2 separate regions of the Mus musculus genome follow, and region 1 is linked to region 2. The links are chromatin contacts, called in public promoter capture Hi-C maps. All regions are on one chromosome and are shown on one strand. Each heading gives the region's core, a stretch centred on a gene start, on an enhancer-like site or on the middle of the called end of the contact. The rest is flanking DNA. Distances are from core to core; before and after follow the strand shown. Region 1 holds the start of Itgax (integrin alpha X). Region 2 has its middle 22 kb from the start of Trim72.

Evidence for each region. Promoter capture Hi-C pulls out the DNA fragments that hold promoters and counts their contacts.
Region 1: a promoter capture Hi-C map of neutrophils shows a contact between it and region 2, with 2.3 times the contacts expected there. The contact joins the promoter of Itgax here to the enhancer-like site in region 2. A contact is called at or near these places in 8 of 39 promoter capture datasets (the C10 cell line, embryonic stem cells, epiblast stem cells and 2 more), 3 of 484 Hi-C or Micro-C datasets (the G1E-ER4 cell line, cranial neural crest and nephron progenitors), 3 of 115 datasets of contacts at active chromatin or transcription factors (the NIH/3T3 cell line, effector CD8 T cells and embryonic stem cells) and 3 of 9 other capture datasets (adipose tissue, liver and pancreatic islet).

Annotation. Positions count from the first base shown.
Region 1 is chr7:128,126,646-128,131,218 of GRCm38.p6, reverse strand. Itgax (integrin alpha X) reads right to left here and starts at 1,669. Exons shown (of 30, transcript NM_021334.3): 1 at 1,563-1,669; 2 at 835-940; 3 at 299-402; 4 at 1-10. The coding sequence starts at 1,599. It also overlaps the pseudogene Gm45700.
Region 2 is chr7:128,024,032-128,029,244 of GRCm38.p6, reverse strand. No RefSeq gene overlaps it. Among named protein-coding and RNA genes, the nearest start is that of Trim72, 22 kb to the right of the region's middle. Within about 2 kb of position 3,669, at least 58 of the 459 cell types and tissues checked have an H3K27ac peak or open chromatin away from gene starts, as enhancers often do. A contact at or near this core is called in the NIH/3T3 cell line and neutrophils, where this site is marked.

The sequences.
Region 1 (4,573 bases), core at 420-2,919, 100 kb before region 2:
TCTGGGGGCACTGTGGAGATAGACATGTACATAGTCACCCTTGAGGACAGAAGATATTATATAAGAGATGAGTGGGTCTCATCCCACACCTGGCTAACAGGGAGGACCCTTGGGTAAAGCAGACATCCAGATTATAATGGGGCTGCAGCATCATGGGGGTACAATGGGCAGGCCCAGGAGCTTGTCTGAGGTTGAGTTTATGGTCATAGCTGCAGCTGCCAAGTGGGACTCCTGGGCTCTCCACAGGCCGCATAGCCTAGGAACTCAGCATCAGGCCTGAGGCGGGGCCGTAACTCACCCTGGAGGGAGATGGGCTCACAGTTGCCTGTGTGATAGCCACATTTGTAGAGGCCACCTATTTGGTTAGTGGCTTTTATTTCCTTTGGTGCTCCAACCACCACCCTGTGGGGAGACAGAGAGCACTGCAGTTAGGAGCCACGACAGAGAGCTGACAACCGCTGGAGAATGGAGGTTCAATTTAAATTCCAGGTAGGTAGTATTTTGTTTTGTGCTTTATTCTCTCCTAATCGAAGCCCTCCATTTCTGGCATCTAGGTATTTCATAAACATGTGTTAGACGGACAGACAATTCCTTGTAAGTGTACAATGACGTCTGAAGGAACACCCTGTGGTTTGCAGGTTGGAGAAGAGCCCAGCATTTAGTAGGCACTTGGTAAGTGCTATCTGAAGTTATCCTAAAGGCCTGTTTTCAGGAAAGCATTCATAACACAAATAAAATTGTCACATTCCATAAAGAGAAAGTATGCAGGTGATACCACTGGAGTGTGGGGCTGGGGAGGGATGGGACTCTGTACAGCTACCACCAAGTCCTCACCAGGAACTATCATACTGGAGCACACTGTGTCCGAACTCAGCACCGTCCATGTGAAAATGTGTCAGCTTCTCTGCATCCAAGTTGAAGCCAAGACAAGAAACAAACCCTGAGGAAGCGTGAGAGGCTTTAGAGCAGGTCCCCTCCCTCTTGGCCACCTTCCTGCCCGCCTCAGCTGCATCTCCCAAGCTCCTGACTCCCTTGTCTCCCTTCCACACTCAATACCCACAGAGGCCCTGGTCCTGGACTCCAGACTCATCTCTCGTCTCTCCTTCCCCTAGTTCATGAATTACTTTCCACTGTTAAATTTCAGTTCTGTCTCCACAGAGTGAGCATCAGAGTTTGAAGACACACATTTTCCCCATCTCTATCCATGGGGCTTTGATGAAGGAGAACCCAGGGAACACGGAAACCATAGGGGAATTCTAGGATCACCATGAAGTGTATGTGCTCTGCCTACTTCAGAAATCTGTGGGTTGTCAAGGCCAACCTGCCTCACTCTCAGGATCTCTTGGGTTCTCCCCGCAAATGGCCTCTTTGATATTCTCTCATTCTCCAAACTCCAGATCCAAAGCCCTTATGTCTCAGCCGTCGTCGTCGTCGTCCCCCCACCCCAACGCCAAGTCACTCTCCCTACCAAGGTCCTGATCTCTCAACCACAGCCTCCATCTCACGGGCCTGACTTACTAGGAACAAGTCCCCAGCCCCTCTTCTCTGAGGCCCAGGCTCACCCAACAGCAGAAGAAAGGCTATCCAGGTACAGCTCATGACTGGAGAACAGAAGCAGGCTCTGAGCAACTTGGAGACAGCTGCCAAGTCACCACAGAAGAAGCAAATGAGAAGAAAGGTGGTCAGGAGGCCAGAGACCAGGAGGGAAGTTGTCAGCGTGACTCAGAGGAGGTGGGGGCAAACTGAGATGAAATGGATAGAGTGGGGACCGAGGCAGCCTACACACTTCCAGGGAAGAGTTGCTCTACTTGAAACGACTTGGTGACATATTGTTCTGGTTCCCCAATTCTTGCCCGGATGGATATATGTAAACTCCCGGATTATCTGATCCCTCTCAGACTTTTGTACTGGCAGAAGTTTCCCTTGACCTTGAAGTGTGAGTCAGCCACAGGAGGAGAGAGAACAGATGACGGAGCCCTCCACTTCTGGCCTGGAAGTAGACTAAGAAGTAAGCACATGATCCATGTAGGGAGCACAGGCTGGCATTCATTCATTCATTCATTCATTCACTCATTCATTCATTCAGTGGATTAGTCATTTGCTCAACATAATCAAGAGGGGTGGTCTGAGCCTTTTGCTAGGTATAGGAGAAACATAACCCAGAGATCAGAGTAAAAGCAGATGGGTGAACACTAAAGTGGGCCCTGTGAGAAAAGAGGTACAGAGACCAACCACTAGAAGTATTACTCAGACCGAGAGGACCTCAGACTGCTTTCTGGGGGAAGTAGCACTTGAGCTGAGTCTTAAAGGCAGCCAAGGTCAAGAGAATACTAAAAACTGAATTTCAGAAGCAATGGATATGTTCATTAGGATTATCATCCCTTAAACCTTATTCTGGAAGATAACCCTGGCCCACAGCTGGCCATTAGGCCCTTTCTCCTATCAAGAACCTGCCTCTGTCAGGCACTCCAAAGAGGGGGTGGGGTAAGCATTGGATCGAAAGTTCTGGTTCTCATTCCTCTCCCAGGAAAAGTTTGATTGTTCCAGGCCGCCAGAACATCCTTGGATAGCAGCAGCCAGCAAAGAACTGGGGTGCTAAGTAGCTGGCATTTGTGACAGTACCTTTACAGTACAAATCTTCCTATGTTGACCTGCTTTAGAGGTAACACTGATGGCATCTCGTTTGGTCTAAAATGGCTAAGCATACATTTCTGTAAACATGTTTTAATGTTCAGAGTGCAACTTGGGGCTGGGACTTTAGAGAGATACTCAGGTGATATCATAGGTGAAGTTTTGTAGCTCAAGACCCACATACGCCTCAAATAATTTCCATGCTGGACTGGATTCTCTTTGGGCACTAGCCAAACTGGACACAAACTATTTTTATTAGAGGTTTTCTCCTTATTTTTCCTCATTTTGTGGAGTGACTTCTTGCTGGAGGCCTTGTTTCTCTGGCACACCATAAAGAGTTAACAGGACAGCGTGGGAGATAAGACTGCCAACAGATGAGGCTGGAGTGTTGGAAAACTGGAGAGTGAGCAGGCCACGGGACCTGGGAGTTTTGAAAGACTTTTATTTTTATCCCGCAGGCAGAAGGAAGTGTAGAGAAGTCATGAGGAATAAGATAGTCACATTCACCTTTCAGAGAACCAGGTTTGGTTGATGTCCCTGGGAGCCTGCACTTTTCTGAAGGGAAAGGAGAGAGGGGAAGTGGTAAGGAGGGACTGGGAAGTGGGGAGACTGAGGTCAGGATGTAGTATATGAGAAAAGAATGAAGACAAAAGAAAAAAAAGAACCATAAAGTGAAAAGGAAAGAAAAGCAAGGACCGTGCATGGTTGGTAATATCTGAGTTACGGAGTGTATGCCCGTGTGAGGCACCAGCAGAGAGCAGACTGCCAGGGGGAAAGGCCAGCATCTCCACATAGCATTGGACTGGAAAGGGCCAGTATGCTATCTTTCTGTCTTTGTTTGTCTTTGGGAGCCAAAACCCACTGGCCAATGAGCTGTAGTAATAGGAAAGAGGAGGAGAGAATTGGGGGAAGAAAAGAGAGGCATCAAGAAAGGGGAATCCAGTGCAGAGTCCACTGGACAGCAGGCCAGCTCTGGGATCCCACCCTTCCAAAAGAAAGCTTTGGCCTCAAGAAACAATTCTCATGTTTTCTGAGTCTTTGCTTTTTGTCCCTGGGCATACTGTTCTTTGTCCTTCCCTGGAAGGGAGGCAGACACATGGGCAACCAGCCCAAGGCACAACACTCGCTATGTCTGTACCAGGACTTGAAGAAGACCATCAGTCAAGGTCATTATAACTGGCTGAAAGTCGGGGAGCAGAAAGTAAGGACTGCCACTGCCTGTCCAGCATCCTGACACTTCTGCCCAGCCCACCCCTCTACCACCACTATGACACTTAGCACCGCCAGACCCCTAACCTACCCCCTTTTCTAATTAAGAAAGAAGCAGAGGGAACCGGGTCCAAGAGACAAGAAAATTCTTTTTTTTTTTTTGCCAGTCAGTCTTGCACTTTATTGTCATTGTCGTCTCAGGCCTTGACTGCACACTTGTGCAGTGGGTACAGCCGCTCCTTCCGCTGCTTCTTCTTGGTCTTCAGCTTCTCCTTGTGTTTGGTGAGCGGGTGACGCATGGCTCTAGTCTTCTTGGGTCACAGGCCCAGGGGCTTGTACTTCTTGCCCTTGTAGAATTTCCTGAGGTTTTCTTTTTGAGTCTGGTTAATAACAGTGAGGACTTGGGGTTGGAGAGCTTGGACGCTGCACTGCCTGTCACTTTGGCGACGGGAAGCTGGGACAATTCCACCTTCAGGTCGTCCAGTTGTTTCAACAGCTCCTCCTTCTTCTTGTCGTGCAGGTCCCGAGCCTTAATCTTGACCATTTCTGCGTTGTTCACAGCTGAGGCTGCCTGGTTCGAGAGCAAGACAAGAAAATTCTATTTCACGCAGATGAACAGAGAGTTCCTTCCCAGGACAGTGGGGAACCAGACGGGGCTGTTATGCCAACAGACCTAAGCCAAGAGATGGGACCCAGACATCTTAGAGAGGAACTTGAAATCTTGAGAACCAGT
Region 2 (5,213 bases), core at 2,420-4,919:
CTCCAAGCCGCACTGTTTCTTCCAGAACCCCTAGCTCAGGCAGGGCCAATCAAGCCCTCACAGCAGAAATGACTCAACTACCTTAATGAATAAACCAGTGGGGCCTAGCACTCCTGCCTGCATTGCTCTGGAATCTTTGTCCTGGATCTGTTTGGGGAGGGACCAACGAAGGCAACTAGATCTCGGAAAATAATCTAGGCCTGTTCTTTCTCAATACAGACAGAGAAATGGCTGTCCAGAAAGGGAAAATGATGTGGGCTCTCCGTCATCATGGACAATGGCTCAAATGGTCTCCTCCACTTAGAAGAAATTTTGTCAAAGTACTTCAAACTGTACTGGCTACTTATTACATCAAGTTAGCATAGTTGAAGTCACTTTGTAAGAGGGAGCTTCAGTTGAGTAAATTGCTCCCACCAGGTTGGCCTGTGAGCCAACCTGATATGCATTTTCTTAATGGATGATCTGTTGAGGTTTGGTCTTTTGCTACGTATCCTAATGCTAAATGCTGGCCCCTAAGGCCTAGCTGCCCCTAAGGAGGAGAAAATCTGCACAGAGACCCAAGAGATGCTATGTGACCTTGCCCCCCAAGTTATGACTGATTGGCGAATAAAGATGCCTACAGCCTATAGCTGGGCAGAATTGAGATAGGCGGGGTTTGGGGCTCCCGGGCTTGGTGTCTGAGGAGAACCATGAGGAGAGAGAAAAGGTGGAGAGAAGTAGGGAGCCATGGGTTAGTGAGGCATAAAGCATGGCCAACTGAAGTTAAGAGCCACCCAGATGGAGCCTGGCTAATTGCATGCTCTCCAATTGCTGCTCACAGTTAATCAAGATCATCAAATGCATTTGTCTCTGTGGTCTTCACTTTTCAACGCCTACTTCTAATGATGGTTCTTAAATGTTTCAACCTCCCTTCTAGCCCACCACCCACCAGAGCTAGAGGGAAAGAAAGGCTACAGGGGAAATAGACCTGTTTAGAAATGGTTCTTTGGAGCAAATCCTATCTGTGTCGAAGGGAAATCAGCAGTTCAGTTCACAGGATTCTGCAGCAGCAGCTCCATCCACTCACAAACACTTCACTAATGTACTAGGCAGCCCAGTATGGTGGAGTTGGGATAGCAAACATGGATCAGCAGCGGTGGCACAACCTAGCAGAGACAGCCAGGCCTCAGCTGAATCGGCACGGGTCAGCAGGAAAGATTAGGAACATCAAGGATCCCAGAAGTTCTTTGCCCTGCCTCTCTCAATGAAGCGAAGACTTGAGACCAAGAAGCTTGAAAAGCTAGCTATGCCAGCAGGCCCAGCCAAGCCTCCTTCACTGTCGGTAGAGTCCTCCAAACATCACACATCCTCCACAGGCCTTGCCTTGCCTCAGCACGTGAGTACCAAAACTCCACATGTGTCTATATCTGCCGACATCACTCTGCCAATCAGCTGAGTCAGAGAAGCAGCAAGAAGCTGCCCCCACATCACCAGAATTTTTTGATGCATTTCTCTCTATGGAGTCCAGACAAATGCAGTTCAAGTACAAAATGTAAGCCAAATCAATACATGCATGCTGCTAGCAAAGAATCCTTCATCATGAGTCCTTTCTTTCATGTGCTTGCTTTAGCAAAACAGCCTTTCACCTGTATCTTAGTCAGGGTTTATATTCCTGGACAAAACATCATGACCAAGGAGCAAGTTGGGGAGGAAAGGGTTTATTCAGCTTACACCTCCAAACCACTGTTCATTACTAAAGGAAATCAGGACTGAAACTCAAGCAGATCAGGAAACAGGAGCTGATGCAGAGGCCATGGAGGGATGTTTCTTACTGGCTTGCTTCCCCTGGCTTGCTCAGCTTATGTTCTTATAGAACCCGAGACTACTAGCCCAGGGATGGCATCACCCACAAGAGGCCCTCCCTACTTGATCACTGTCTTAGTCAGCATTTCTATTCCTGCACAAACATCATGACCAAGAAGCAGTTGGGGAGGAAAGGGTTTATTCGGCTTACACTTCCATACTGCTGTTCATCACCAAAGAAGTCAGGACTGGAACTCAAGCAGGTCAGGAAGCAGGAGCTGATGCAGAGGCCATGGAGGGATGTTCCTTACTGGCTTGCTTCCCATGGCTTCCTCAGCCTGCTCTCTTATAGAACCAAGACTACCAGCCCAGAGATTGTCCCACCCACAAGGGGCCTGAAACCCTTGATCACTAATTGAGACAATACCCCACAGCTGGATCTCATGGAGGCATTTCCCCAACTGAAGCTCCTTTCTCTGTGATAACTCCAGCTGTGTCAAGTTGACACAAAACTAGCCAGTACAATCACTAATTGAGCAAATGCCTTACAGCTGGATCTCCTGGAGGCATTTCCCCAATTGAAGCTCCTTTTTCTGTAGTAACTCCAGCCTATGTCAAGTTGACACACAAAACCAGCCAGTTCAACCTGTCTCTGCTTCAGCTAAACACTCCTTCACATTGTCTGCTTTAGCAAAACACCATCCGACACAACTGACTTTCCAAAGAAACCAGAAGTTGCCACTTCATGTCTCCTTAGGTTTGTAAAATAGTTTACACCATGTACTTTCGGTAGTCTCCAAGCTCACAGGAGAGGCTTCCACGACTGTCGGTGTTGTCAAATCAGAAAACCTACTCCAGATGCTTTAAAGACTCATCCCTGTACTTCTGTTGCTCTACAACTATTTCTGGTACCAAAATCTGTATTAGCCAGGGTTCTCTAGAGGAACAGAACTTAGAGAGAGAGAGGCAGAGACAGACAGACAGAGAAAGGGGAGAGTTATATAATATATACATATGCATATGCATATATACATATACACATATATACATATACACATATACACATATACACATATACACATATACATATATACATATATGGGCCAACTAATCCAACAATGGCTGCCTATAAACAGAAGGTCAAAGAATCCAGTAGTTGTTCAGCCTGTGAGGCTGGATGTCTCAGCTGGCCTTACATATACACTGGAATCCCAAAGAAGGAGGCTCTCTCTAATGCCAGTGAAGGGATGGGCTGACTTGTGATATTAGAGCAAGCAGACAGAGAGCAAGCTTCCTCCTTCCATGTCCTTACGTAGGCTTCCTGCAGAAGGCGTGGCCCAGATTAGAGGTGGGTTTTCCAAACTCAAAAGATCTGGAATAAAGGAGTGTCTTCCTACCTTATACATCCAGATTAAAAATGAAACTTCCCACTTCAAATTAAGAAAAAGTCTCTCACAGGCATGCCCCTCTATTTTTGGGTTTTAGTTAATTCCAGATGTAATCAAGTTGACAACCAAGAATAGCCATCACAGTTTGAGGCTAGCCTGAGCTACATGAAATCCTGAGTCCAGAAAAAAGGAACAAAGAAAGGATTCATTTTTAAGATGGCTCCTACTATTTGTTTTACAACATTTTGTGGTGGTTTACAGGGGAAACTGAAGTGTTTATACAATGAGAGCTATTCCTATCTTCTTATCTATTCCCGGGTGGTAGGTAATGTGCCTGGTATGTACAAGGCCCTGGGTTCATCCCCAGCACCATCACACACACACACACACACACACACACACACACACACAAAAGAGCCTATCCGCCATTGGGGTCTTAAGCAATTGAACACGTGGAGCATGTGGGTGTCTCCTGACTCATAAGTTTCCTCTTAAGAAACTCACCTCCACCCCAGCCTTGCAAAATCCTGCATTCAAGTCCAGGCATGATAGTGCATGCCTTTAGTTTCTTGAGAGGAAGAGGTAGTTTAGTTGAATATCTATGAGCCCAAGGTCAGCCTGGTCTCCACAGTGAGACACTGTCTTTAAAAAAATGATAATAGTAAAATAATAATTAATAAAACGAGGCATGCTAACACATGCCTATTGTCCTACCACTTAGCAGGTAGAGGCCAAAAGAATCCAGAGTTCTCAGCCACCTTCAACTACATAGCAAGTTTGAGGCCAGACTAGGCTATATAAAGTTTGAGGCCAGCCCTGTCTCAAAAGAAAAAGGAGGGGGTGGAGTGGGCTAGAGAGATGACTCAATGATTAAGAGTGCTGGCTACTCTTGCAGAGGGCCGGATTCTTTTCCCACACCGATATGGTGGGTGACTCACAAGCATCCATAACTCCAGACCCAGGGGAGCACAGTGCCTTCTTCTGCCCTCTGTCACATGGTACCATACGTACATGCAGGCAAATCCTGGTCCACACAAAAGAAAACAAGCCAATCTCTACAGTGGGGAGGGGAGAAGGAACTTTCAGAAACAATGAATCTTCCAAGTGAGTTGAGTGACATTGATAGAGGTAGCCCGCACTCAGGACTCAGGAGTCCCGCCCAAGGAGCAGGAATCCATAATGCAAAGAACAGTGTGGGCCATGCTGCTCCCAGAAACCATATGTTTTTACATGAAAATCCCAATACCAACTGTTGGATATCTCCATCGCAGTAGGCCAGGGCACTCCCAGAGGATGCTGTTGCTAAAGATGCCACACACTTTGTATCCAGGACACAGAGGATTCAGCCTAGACCTGAGCTGGAGCTTCTTCTGAGGTGGCTTTAACAGTCCCACAGGCAGACTGCTGGGAGAGAAAAGCCATCAGTGGTCACCACTGTGATTAGATCTGAAGCCACGCGACTACATGCCTGGTACCGTGAAACTGCTCAGAAGATTACGGATGAGGAAGTCACACCCAAACCGAGGACCTACAACACGCTCTGCTTAATGAACACTTGTTGAACTTCTTGCTAAATGTTTATGTTTGCACCCATATATTATTGATAAGAGAAGCTCCTTTTTTGCAGAGGGAGATCGTTAATGCTGAGACTCATACGAGATCTCAGTGCTGGGGACGAGTGACTCTTGAGTCCACATCCCTAAGTGGACATCATCTATAACACTCTCAAAGGCTTAGAAAGCACTCAAGTGAGGGAGCAAAAAAGATCACAAGAGCTGGAGGCCCGGGAAGACAGCTGTAAATCTCTGACATCTGGACGTGAGGGTGTGATGGCTATTCTTGTCTGTCAACTTGACTACATCTAGAATGAACTATAATCCAGAAATGGAAGGTACACCTGTGAGGGATTGTTTTTGCTTGCGTAAATCCATTTCTAGTCCAAACCATCGAGGTAGAAAGGCACGCACCTATGATCTAAATCTTGAGGTAGGAAGATGCACCTTTAATCCATACCACACCTTCTTCTGGAAGCCTACGTAAGGA